Linked DNA regions of Mus musculus: all the other regions are linked to region 2. A link is a contact called in public HiChIP or PLAC-seq and promoter capture Hi-C data. All regions are on one chromosome and are shown on one strand. The core of a region is the stretch at or near the end of the contact, and the rest is flanking DNA. Distances in the headings are between cores, read along the strand shown.

The links. Promoter capture Hi-C pulls out the DNA fragments that hold promoters and counts their contacts. HiChIP or PLAC-seq counts read pairs in DNA pulled down with a chosen protein or histone mark.
Region 1: an H3K27ac HiChIP or PLAC-seq map of microglia shows a contact between it and region 2, with 9 times the contacts expected there. The contact joins the promoter of Usp37 here to the promoter of Gmppa in region 2. A contact is called at or near these places in 4 of 39 promoter capture datasets (the HPC-7 cell line, liver and pre-B cells), 1 of 115 datasets of contacts at active chromatin or transcription factors (microglia) and 1 of 9 other capture datasets (liver).
Region 3: a promoter capture Hi-C map of embryonic stem cells shows a contact between it and region 2, with 8 times the contacts expected there. The contact joins the promoter of Cryba2 here to the promoter of Gmppa in region 2. A contact is called at or near these places in 15 of 39 promoter capture datasets (the C10 cell line, HPC-7-derived erythroid cells, embryonic stem cells and 7 more), 3 of 484 Hi-C or Micro-C datasets (all in embryonic stem cells), 3 of 115 datasets of contacts at active chromatin or transcription factors (all in embryonic stem cells) and 2 of 9 other capture datasets (embryonic stem cells and pancreatic islet).

Annotation. Positions count from the first base shown.
Region 1 is chr1:74,503,337-74,507,376 of GRCm38.p6, reverse strand. It overlaps Usp37 (ubiquitin specific peptidase 37), which reads left to right and starts at 1,556. Exons shown (of 24, transcript NM_001310662.1): 1 at 1,556-1,717. Cnot9 (CCR4-NOT transcription complex, subunit 9) reads right to left here and starts at 1,317. Exons shown (of 8, transcript NM_021383.5): 1 at 916-1,317. The coding sequence starts at 939.
Region 2 is chr1:75,434,533-75,438,637 of GRCm38.p6, reverse strand. Gmppa (GDP-mannose pyrophosphorylase A) reads right to left here and starts at 2,702. Exons shown (of 13, transcript NM_001357170.1): 1 at 2,326-2,702; 2 at 1,800-1,860; 3 at 1,604-1,701; 4 at 284-387. The coding sequence starts at 1,839.
Region 3 is chr1:74,891,659-74,895,861 of GRCm38.p6, reverse strand. It overlaps Cryba2 (crystallin, beta A2), which reads left to right and starts at 2,719. Exons shown (of 5, transcript NM_021541.3): 1 at 2,719-2,785; 2 at 2,971-3,135; 3 at 3,775-3,916. The coding sequence starts at 2,975.

The DNA.
Region 1 (4,040 bases), core at 307-2,806, 930 kb after region 2:
GGTGGGGAAAACAAGTGAACAGGCCTCACCAAATACTTGCCCCTGACTTACAGAGTACAGACAACCCACAAGTAAAAGTAAAATAAAATATAAAAGTCTAGTAATTAAACCGTGGGATCGGTGCTCTATATGAGAAAATGTTGGGGTTACAAGCTACTATGAATATGGTCGGAAAAAGTCACTCTGAGGTAAACTTGTGTGTATGTATGGAGGCAGAGTCCTAAGAAAGACATTCCAGGTAGAGAATATGTAACAGAAAAGTTCATATACTTCTTGGTCGGAGCTTAGGGAGCAAGTGACAAAAACCAAGCCCATAAACGTGACTAAGGACCACATCATACAGGGCTTGTAGGCCAGGGAAGGAGTCTACTTTCTCTAAATTTAACCGAAAGCCATAGTACGACTCTAGGGAGGTATAATACATGATTTGCTTTTCTTGTTAAAAGATAAAACGCGAGGCGTGAGGAAGTCTTTCCTCATGCAAAAAGCAAGTGGCTTGAGCTAGAAGCCCATTTCCGAACCACTGAGATGTGCCTAGGCGAGGAAGTCTAGGATCACGGGACCAGAGCGAATGGCCGTGGCAGTATCCTCATCCCCGCCGACGCCCAGCATTCACAACCCGCGTCCAGATAAACTGACGCCAGGCGCAAAGGAATCAATGAATGGCCTGCTGGGGCAGCGCGGGGCGCGGGACCAGGCCTTGGCGCTGGCAAACAACGCGAGAGGCCGCGCGCCAGGCCAGGAGAGGGGGCGGGAGGGGATGAGAGGGAACAGCGGGGGTCCGGCTCCGCCACGGTCGGCGTGTGGAGACCCCCAGACCTTGCGACTAGGGGCAGGAGCAGCTGGACTCAGGGCCCGGATCTGGGAGCTAGAAAACAGGCTGAGACGGACATCCGAGCGGGAGCAACCACTCACCGCTGCCGTTGCCAGGCTGTGCATGTTTGGAGCGGCCGCCGCACTCCTCCTCCCGCCGGACGCACCGGACCCGCGTCCCAGCTTCAGCGGCTCTGATGCCCAAGATGAAGTGCCGCCATCCGCCTCCGCCTCGCTCCGCCCCCTTCGCGGGCCTTTGACCTCTCACCTCTGACCCTCCGCCCACCCAGCCCTTTCCCGCCTCCCGGACCTCGGCCTAGCAAATAATCTCAAAGTATGTTCTTTGAACCTTCAGATTCGGGATCAAAATGACGTCTGCAAACTACTGGCCCTCGTATCCCCACAGCATCGCAGGTAAATCCTTTGAGAGACGTGAACTCTGACTTTCTCCCGAAGGCCAGACAAGGGCGGGAAAAGGCCAGCAGGCTTGGAAGGACACGAATTGCGCATGCTCAAGCGGTTGCGCGTGAGGAAAATGGTAGGAGGGCCAAAGTTGGTAAAGTGGACGGTGCGCATGTGTATTACAGTGTCGTCACGGCGGGGGCGGGGCCGCCCGGGTTAGGGGCTGGGCATGGTGAGGGGCAGAGCGAATGCTTGAGGGGCGGGACTTGCGCGCTTACGCGCACGCGCCTGGACTGGTTGCGTCGAGAGTGCGTGCGTCCGTACGTGTTTGCGTGTAGTCATAGTTCCCGCCATCAGCGGGTTTAGGTGTGCTAGGAGAGAGACCGGCCTCGCTCTCTGGGGCTAGTAGAGCCCCTTCCTTCCGAGCCTTTCGGCTCCACCCCCTCCGCGGGAACTTTGTGCTTCCGGCAAGCTTGTCCGGAGCTGGGACCCTCTAGCGCAGGTAAGACGAGCCGGGACAGCTTCTGAATTGAGCCGTTTTCCCCGGCACCCCCACCCCACCCCTGCGGTCCGCCCACTCGGCGTCCACTTCAGAGTTCTCCCGGCTGCTGCTTAGCCCGCCCCGGGTCCTTGGATACCCAATGCCTTACAGGTGCCCCGTTCGAGTGTTGCCCCCTTTACTTCTCCTTTAACGCGTCCGTGTTGTCACTTGCTTTCTGCATTCTAAATCTGGCCTCTCTTCACCAAGGTTCAGGTGGTCTCAGCGTACCTCCCTGCAAGGCCTGCTGTCTTTACAGGTGACTTTGTTGCCACATATCCATTAAAACCTTGACTGCGATATTCACACGCCCGCTTGACCATTCTTTACTTTCCTACTCCTCTTAGACATTACTCGCTGAAAGGGAGTGTAATTTTTGTCGTGCCTTTGGTTGCTACCCATATCTAGCCAGGACACTGACGGTGTCTATTGAACCAATTTTAAATCAAAATCTGGAGAAAAATAAAAAGGTAATAAAGTTCCGTGTCGTTGGAGAGTTGTACTGTAGTGTTTTTCAGATATTCCTTTGGCGAGTTAACAGTACCTGATGAGTCTATAGTTGAAAGAACTAATCTAAGAGGGAATGTTAAGGGGGCATTTTGGTTTATTGTGTTAAGTATTAGAGGAGGCTTCTGGGCCAGACAGATAGGCTCTAGTGTGTTTGTATGATGTTTGTCATTTGTCATGTTAATATTTGGGTGAATATTCAAAAGAATAGTGTTGCATACTGGCAAAAGGAAAAGGAGGGACTGAAGACCCAAGGACAGATGTAATCAGTTGGTAAGAAATTTTGTCAGGGTAAATGATTTGGTTTTGGACTGGGGTTCTCCCCTGTTGTACTTCCATTTCTCTCTAAGCTTTAAATTCTGCTATATGTTGATAACTTGAGATTTTCTTATTTTCAGCTCCATATTCAAATAGCCAACTGTCTGCTTAACATCTCAGCTTGATTTTTTCTCCCCTTAGGAATTTCAAATATGATACCTTTAAAAACTGGAGTCAATCTGTCTCTTGTACCCAAATTCTCTCCTTTCCAGTGTCCACTACACCACAAGCGGCATGCATGTCCATTTTGATGACACATAGCCATTTGTTCAGTGACACTGGGTAGAAGCTTGAGAAGCAGTCTTGATTTCTTCATCCTATGTGTTCATATCCTTTCCAAGTTCTGTTTTACTTCTAATATATGTTTTGCATTTATTTCTGACCTTCTTCACTTTGACTTTTCTAATTCAAACCACAGTTCTTTTTCATAGGGACTTGATCTCCCTTATTCCTATTCTCACCTGTAGAATAGGAGTAAGAGTTCTTAGCTTACCTGGGTAATGGGAGGCAGGGGCAGATGGATCTCCGAGTTCAAGACCAGCTTGGACTACAGAGTGAGTTCCAGGATAGCTGGGGTTGGGGGGGTGGCGGTACACAGAAAAACCCGTCTCTAAAAACAAATAAACAAAAGTTCTCACCTTAGTGGATTATTATGAGTGCTATAAACTCCCTAAAGTATTGACACTCAGAATCTGTCAAGTAAGAATTATTATTGTAATTATGAGTTAAAAACACTACTTTCTTATCTGATCTCCCTGGGTTTTGTTTTGTTTTGTTTTTCTTGTTTTCTCTTCTTCCCAAACTCAACACTATCCATTCATTCAAATAACGTATACTTTCTTTGCTTGAAACCCTTCAGTGGCTTTCTCATTGCCAAGGTGCTCATTACTTTAAGATAAAATGTAAAATAATGTTCTGGGGATACAGTTCAGTTGCTGGATGCTTCCCTAGCATGCATGAATCCCTAGGGATTTTTTTCTTTGTTTATTTTTTTATTTATTTATTTTTTTTTTTTGAGACAGGGTTTCTCTGTGTAGCCCTGGCTGTCCTGGAACTCACTTTGTAGACCAGGCTGTCCTTGAACTCAGCAATCTCTGCTTGACTCTGCTTCCCAAGTGCTAGGATCAAAGGCGTGAGCAGTGCGCCACCACCGCCAGGCAAATCCCTAGTTTTGTGCTCCAGCACTACATAAAGCCAACAGAGACAGGAGGAGCAGACATTCAAATCCTCAGATATACCAGCCTTGGCTATAAGTCTGTCTGTCTGTCTGTCTGTCTGTCTCTCTCTCTCTTTTTGGTTTTTTGAGACAGGGTTTCTCTGTATAGTCTTGGCTGTCCTGGAACTCACTTTGTAGACCAGGCTGGCCTTGAACTCAGAAATCCACCTGTCTCTGCCCCCCCCCCCCTCTCTCTCTTTTAAGGAAAACATTTCAGAATCACAAGATTCTATATAACCTGGTTCT
Region 2 (4,105 bases), core at 1,453-3,952:
TCCTGAGTTCAAATCCCAGCAAGCACATGGTGGCTCACAACCACAGATGTAATGGGATACGATGCCCTCTTTGGTGTGTCTGAAGAAAGTGACAGTGTACTCGCTTTCATAAAGTAAATAAATCTTTTTTTTAAAAAAAAAGTAATTCTGATGCCCAAAATAAGTACCTTTTGGGTATGGGGTGAACCCTGGTGACTCAACCCATTCCCAAGAGCTTTGAGACTCAGACCCACACACACACACACACACACACACACACACACACACTCGCATGTTCAAACACCTGACTGGAAGGTTAAACTCCTGCTGGGCAGCTTCCAGGAACTGGGTGAGGGCCTCATCAGGCTGGTAGAAGCCAATGAGAAGAATCTCCTGCATCCCTGGGACCTAGGACAAAGGAAGAGGTTGCCAGAGAAACCTCTGATGGGAACTGGGAAGATCTGGGTACTGGTCCAGAAGTCTAGAGGATAAAGGTTGAACTCTGGTGTGTATCCTGGGTAATCAGCCTTTCTACCCCGCTTTTCTTTTGGACAGTGAGGAAGTTAGAACTCTCAGCTGTGACCTTTCCACCTTTTTTTATAGTCTCCCATGTACCTGGACTAGAACGAACCTTGTCCACCAAGCCACAGTCATGTATAATCCAGTCATCTTTTCTGCCTTTCCTTCTTTGTCACCTCTTCCCACACCCAGCACTGGGAATTGAACCCAAGACCTCACGCATACTAGACACACGCAGTGTCTCTGAGTTGTATGTGTAGCTCGTGTAAGTGTGCCCATGCATATGTGGGGGTACACAAGCCCCTGTGTAAACAACCACATGGAAGCCAAAGGTCAATCTTGGATCTCTACATGGCTCTGTCCTCAGGAGTAGCCCACCTTCTCAGGGTCAGCGCTCACTGGGGTCTGGGACCTAATGATTAGGCTAGCCTGGCTGGCCAGGAAGCCCCAGTGATCTACCTTCTCAGTCCTAAGATGGCAAACCTATCACCAACACTGGCTCTTTAAAAGGGTGATGACAGGGATCAAACTCACAGCCTCACATTTGTGCAAGCAAGCACTTACCCACCAAACCATCTCCCATTATATATTATTCTAAGTTTGGTTCCAGCCTAAGATGACAGGGTCATTTATCAGGGGTCTGCATTGAATTAGGCATTTTACAGCTTCAACACTCTGCACGGGAGGTTTAATCTCCTTTACAGATAAGAAAACTAGAGCTGAAAGAGGTTGAAATTTGGCTTGCTCCAGGTCCCAGCAGGAAGACAGGACTCAGACTCAAACCTTGTCTATCCCAATAATGGAGCAATAAAGAAAAGGAGCTACAGCATAGGTGCTCTGCGCTTTATCACTGATTCCCCCTGCTATGGCTCTAGCTTATTCTTTAAGATCCCTGCCTGGCTTCACATTCCATACTGTAAAACTAAGTGTGAAATCTGAGCAGCAGCAAGAGGCAGGGAAGTCACCAGGACTGGCTGCCCAAAGCAGTGCTCAGACGCCTGTGAATGGCAGCCCGTGGAGCCGTAGTTGGTGGGAAAAGATGGCAGCTGGGAAATGGAAGACAGACACACACCATGAAGGAGAGGGGCAGGAAGTGTGGGGTTACCTGGGCACAGGCTTCTATATGGTGCTGGATCATGGGAACGCCTGCCACAGGAAACAGAGGTTTGGGCACCTCAAAAGACAAAGGCCTGAAGCGAGTCCCTGAGAGGACAGGAGAACGTTTTAGCTTCCTATTTCCTTGTGTCCCAACCCCACCGACCTCTCCAGCCTACCCGCTCCCCTGTCCCCCATCTCCTCACCCTTCTGGGGGCCTCCAATGAGAATCACAGCTTTGAGCATGATGAGCGCTATTACCTAAACCTCAAACCACAACAGAATAATTACAACACATAGTCCTTTCCTAGGATGTAAACACAAAAGTTCAGTATAGTCCCTCCTTGGGCACACAATCACGAAATTCATCCCAATCCAGAACTCAGATGGCTTCAAAACCCTGCAGCCCTCCCTTTTATCTCTAATGACTTCTCTTTGGCCGTGAACAAATTATGTAAACACGGGTACTCAACGGACCCCCTTCTCTGACCCCAGATCTCAAAACCCTGAAACCTCTAGTCCCAGTGCCTTGCAAATGACTGCTTCCTCCTTCTAGCTGTTCAACTCCGAATCCCAGCGGTGAATATGGAACCACAAACCTTGAGTGAGCTCTGGGTATTTAATTTTAATCCTATGAATGCGCCCCAAGTACAGAACTAACATCAATCTGCATTTGATGAGCACCAACCCTAACACCTCTAGGTGCTGACTGTGAATTCTACAACTACCTACATGTGCTCGAATCAAAAGACAGGTTCCGTTGACATGTCAAACGCTGAGCCTACTACTCCAGCCGTGCGCATACCGACCACTGGTGCGGAATCTCTGGATTCCAAAGATTGATTGCTGACCTGGACCCCACAACTGAGTCAGTCCAATAGACGTCAGTTTCTCGTAGCCATTGGTTATAGAACCAACACAAGCGTGGGCATGAGGAGAGAAAGACAGGCCCTGTGAGCCCTCCCTACGTCCAGGGTCCGTCTGCTACACCTTACCCTGCCCACCACCCCCTCCACCATGTAGATCCTTTTACCACTAGCTCCCTTTACGCCAGCTCTGCCGCCTGCCACTGCTTGCTCCTTCCGCGTACGTGTCTCCTTACAACCCGCGAGAGCTCTTTCGCGGGGGCTGCTGGGAATTGTAGTTTTGAAAACGTTCTCTCTCCAACTCCAATAAGACACTTGGGAAACGTGCTGGAAACCTGGTGCGTTCCGTCAAGTCACCGTAGGACAAGGCTTAACTGAGGAGAGAGAGGAGTAAGGATGGGGGCTAAGAAGTTAGGCCTGGAAACTTGAGATTGAGACCTAAGCTTTTCCAGTATGGGCTCAGGGGCAGCGGAGCACTAAGTCACAGGACAATCCCCTGGGTGGCCAGCTTTGGAACAGCCTGGAGGGGCTGAGCCTAGACTGAGCAAAAGAAAAGGAGCAATCACAGTTCCAAAATTTGTCCAGCTGAGAAATTTGACACTGAGAGAAATCCTATTCCGGATGACTACTACCTGTAAAATGAGCTTTCCAGATTTCCTAGTGACTCCAACATTCTGTGACCTTGGCCTGTGGGTCTTGGAATAAATATGGGGGGGGGGGCAGGCAGGGAGAGGAAATGGCGATGGAAAACAAAACAAACAAGCACGAGGAGGATCAGAAGGAAAGCAATTTTGTTTTATTTTTGTTTTTTAGATTATATCTAAGTACACTGTAGCTGTCTTCAGATGCACCAGAAGAGGGCGTTAGACCTCATTAACGAATGGTTGTGAGCCACTATGTGGTTGCTGGGATTTGAACTCAGGACCTTCAGAAGAGCAGTCGGTGCTCTTAACCACTGAGCCATCTCTCCAGCCAGGAAAGCAGTTTTATTAAGCAAGGCAGAAGAGGGTTTGGATCCCACCAGCACCTGGGATCGCAGCCAGGGTAAAAAGGTCTGATGGTCCCTTTCAAGCCATGTCCACCTGAGGAAGCCTTGGGCCATGTCCTGGGGTAGTCCTGGGGAATGGTAAGGCGCTGGTGGTGTTAGGACCAATCTCTACACCCTGGGGAAGGTGTGGAGAGACGGAGGGCAGATCTGTGGGTCAGTTTATCTGTGTGTGTAATGAGCGTTAATTATAAAGCTCATTCTTTGCAGTCCAGTTTCTGGGAACAATACTACACAGGTCCCAGTCTCAGCCCTGCCTTAGCTGCAGATCCTAGACCTCCCTGTCGTGGTCCTCAATGTCCTACCCGTGCTTGGTCTGGCAGACATGGAGTGGGCAGTCAGTGCTGCCATGGCGTCTTTGAGGTCCCTTTTATATCTTAGCATGGACTCAACAAAGGACAGGGGAACCTGACCATAGGACACGAGCATCACCATGAGATGAGGAATATCTGGCCCTAACTCCACACGATGCATTTGAATTCACAGTATGTTATTGGACAGATGACTAGCCTTTACATTTTATCTCTTTCGTTATTAAACAGGACTTATCCCTGTCCCTTTTTCTCTGGGTCAAGTAGAAGATCAAAAGAGATACAGCTCT
Region 3 (4,203 bases), core at 1,470-3,969, 540 kb after region 2:
TGGAGAAAGGAAGCTAATGGAAAGAGTGGATATCCAGCACAGGGAAAGAATCTCTTAGTCCTGCTCTGGTAAGCCAGGGTGTAGGGGCTGCCTGGGGGCCTCTTGTCCTTTGTCCATTATTAGTGTCTTCCCTTTCTTGGTCTCTGAGGCTTGGGGTGGGGTCAGGAGATATGGTCCTCAGTTGCTGTAGGTGGAAGCAGTAGGTGTAATGGTAGACAGGTATAGACAGATATGCCTTTTCACTGGTTGCAGATAGAACTAAAAGCCATGGATGGGTACTGAGACCTATATATTCTCCTGATGAGGAAACGCAGGTACAGACAGTGCGGGAAAGACTGGCTGCTGCCACGAGGAGAATTTCCAACTGGAAAGGGTAGCCTTCTGGTATAAATCACCACCCCTAAACCCAAGTGACACCTAGTGTTAAGGAGTCATTTTCCCTCTACCTGCAGTGAACACACATCTCTGCCGAATACTGGCCAACACATAAACTGGAAGTTGCCCCCGCACACCTCAGGCTCAGCTCCTGATAAACATGACAAACACAGCCCCACAGTCACCAACAGCACAGATGTACAGCCTGTTGTCAACACCACAGCCTCCTCTCCCCCCCCCCCCCCCCTCTCTCTCTCTCTCTCTCTCACACACACACACACACACACACTGCCCACACACTGGCTTTCTGGTTAGAGGAGACTGGCCCCGCCCCCTAGTGGCCACCTCTATAATTGTCGGATGGAGGGAGAAGCAGCGAGAGGTCTTCTGTTTTGGTTTGTTTGTTTGTTTGTTTTGCCTAATCTTCCTTTCTGTTTCAGCCAGGACTTGTGAGGCAGAACAGCAGCTAGAATAGTAAGCATCCAAGATTGGCTGTTGCCCTGTATGGAGTCTGGGTTTTCCCCTATGTTCTGGGGAAAATTACAGCTCTTTCATTTTTAGCTAGCTCTCTCTAGGATAGACAAGCGGCTAAAAGCTAATTCTGGCTCCTCCCTCAATCAAACCTCCTCAGGTTTGCCCCATTTTCCATCCATGTGTGCCTGGCTTGGGTTATAGACTATTCAAGTTTGTAGGTGTGAATCTCAACAGCCATTTCTCACCAGTGAATGGAGAGGCCTAAGGGAGGAGCTGCCTGCCCCTTCCCACCTCCAGCCCCAAACTTCAGAAATGGAATTAGTGGGATGGGAAAACCATCATCCCCACCCCACTGGAGACTTTCTTATACACTTCTTCTCGGTCAACATTTGGCCCACAATTGACCATCTTGTTAATCCACCCCAGCTTTATCGGGTTCCTACTCTGTATCCAGCACCGTGCTAGGTTTGAGGATAGCTGGGAACAAGGCAGACACAGCTCCTACCCTTTTGTGTAGGGCTTACAGTCTAGTAGAGGAGGCACCAGTGCATTCATATACTAGGAGGAAGAGATCTTGAGACTGATAAAGGCTAAAGAGAAAAACGTACTCGATGGGTGGTGTTTTGTGGCTGGTACCATCTACAGAGTAGCAGAGGAGCTAGCCACACCAAGAATGTGTGGTTAAAACATCCCAGGGAAATCGAAGGGCAAAAGCAAAGGCTCTCGGCCAGCCACGGATGGGTTTAGCAGTTGGTAGAAGGAAGGTGCCAGAGGTTAAGCTTCCGGGAGTTGAGGTAGGGGGTCTGGCAACAGAACAAAAGGCCTCCTGGATGTTCTTAACTATGAAAGTGGCTAGGTGTGGATTTGAAGAAAGCCCCACACCCTGCTGGGCTTCAATTTTTATGTTTGTGTGTGCAAACTGAACCCACCAGGCTGCTGAGTCTATAGAGGAGGCACTTGGCAAACAGGAGTAACAAAATATTTCCCACCCACCTCCTTCCCTCTTCTGCTGGGTTAGCCTCTCTCGTTGTTAAGGATCTGTAATCAGCCTGCCTTCTAAATGACAGCTAAAAGGGCGAGGAGACCTCCTTTGGGGTCCCTAGCCTTTTCTGTCCCATCTCCCCACCTCCCCACTGCTGCAGATTCTGGTGCCTCGGTGGTCCCCGAGAGGGTGGGGGAAGACTGAGAGCCACTTCTATCTAGGACAGTTGAACCCTCTCTTGGCACTTGTATTCTTAAAATCCAGGAAAAAAACAAAAACAAAAACAAAACCCAAAAAACCAAACCAAACCAAACCAAAACCCATGCTAGCGCTCCCGGGTGCTTTTCAGTGTTTAGTGCCGCCTGGCGGCGAGGCCTGGTCTTGACCTCAGTGCCAGAGAAGACTCCTTGGAAAGCTCCGCTCAGGAAGAAAAGGGTAACAGCGAACAGGTCCTGAGGGCCTTGGCGCAGCGTCCTTAGAGAAGGGTCTTCTCTTCCTCCTCCCTAGTGTCCCCCAAAAGCAAGATCTTCACCTAGAGAGTTTTGACTTTGGAAAGAACTGTGCTGGCCAGGCTTACGCAGTCTTAGAAAAGGCTAAACCGTACGCTTACGGTCACGCCTGAGTGTCTGTGCCAGGGATTGCTTGTTCTGCCCCTAGGCTAGGAGTCTCTACCAGGCTTAGACCACAGTGAAAGAAAGCGCAGAGTCAGCCTGGGCTCCGGCAGACACGATGTGCGCCTCAGCACTTTCCGTTGTCATGCATGCGGGCTGGGACCAGATCGGTGACTCCGCTGCCTATGCAGACCAGAGCTGGCCAAAGCCTGCCAGCTGACTCAGCTTGCACACCCCACCCGGATTCCACAGGGAGAGGCAGCCAGACATGACTATAAAGCAGCGAACACCAGGCTCGCGCGCAGCCTCTCCATTTTCCGTCGGTGCGGTGCTCACTCACTCGGTGAGTACTGGGGGGAGAGGGAGTAACAAGGGAACCTCCCCTCACGCCCACCCGCTCCGCACAGCGGCAGCCTGTGTCCGGATCCAGACCCTAGATTCCTCACACCCTACTGGGGATGGGCAGGCTTAGGCTAAGTAGAGTGTTCCCGAGAAGTTAGCCCATGATCTTGCCCTTCTTATCTGCAGCGACATGAGCAGCGCCCCCGCGCCGGGCTCGGCGCCCGTTTGCCTCACACTCTGGGATGAGGAGGACTTCCAGGGTCGTCGCTGCCGGCTACTGAGCGACTGTGCCAACGTCTGTGAGCGGGGAGCCCTGCGCAGGGTGCGCTCAGTCAAGGTGGAAAACGGCGCGTGAGTGATCCTGCTGTGGCTAATGGGCCAATTTAGGGGTTTTCTGGCTTCTCTCCCTTCCACCCTAGCCAAAGTCAGAGCCCGGAACTTCAACCTTCACTCCAGTGCGCCGTAGACAGACTCATCAAGGAGAGAAATCTTTGTCCTCTCCAGTACTCCCAACCCCTCCCCAAGACAAAGGCAAGAAGCAATCGTGGGGCCGCCCTGAAACCTCCACGTTTTCTTTGTGCAGGTGGCTTTGTGGAGACAGATCCTTTGTGCTCTGCCCATCTGGGTATCCTAGAAGCCAGGTTGGGGTCCTGAAGATAGCAGAGGCTCCTTTGCCACTATAGCAGTACAGAGAACGGTTGGCTGCCTATGCAGTCACATAAAACCCAGAAGGAAGTCACTGGTTCGGCGATCTTATTAACCTGAAACATTCCTTCTAACCGCGGGCGATAAACGGGAAACCTGGGCCTTTCTAGCTCAGGTTTGGGGCTTTCAGTTTCCAGAGGAGCTGGGTCTATCTGAGGAATGGTTTAGCGTTGGAGAAATAGTTTGAGTCCCCGGATATTTTCAACCTTAGCAAACAGGGTGATGATGGGGGAGAGGGAGACTGAGCAGATGTTTCCCAGTTCCTCTTCTCTTTTTTTTTTTCAGATGGGTGGCCTTCGAGTACCCCGACTTCCAGGGACAGCAGTTCATTCTAGAGAAGGGAGACTATCCTTGCTGGAGTGCCTGGAGCGGAAGCAGTGGCCACCACAGCAACCAATTGCTGTCCTTCAGGCCAGTGCTCTGTGCGGTGAGCACAGCCAACTCCTCCCCCCCCCCCCCCCCCACACACACACACGCGCGCGCGCGCACACACACACACACCCCAACCTCTGATCTCCTGCCACCAAGCTCCAGGTCCCAACCAAAGTGAGTTGCTTTGAAATACCTACCCACCCACCACCACCCCATGATGTATGAATAAACTCTTGGGTGGGTGGTAGTGGCATTTGTGGACCTATCCCTGCATCAGCACCACGGACAGCACCAAAGACCAGCGGGTTCTGAGCATGCTGGGGTCCTTCTGTTTCAATCCAC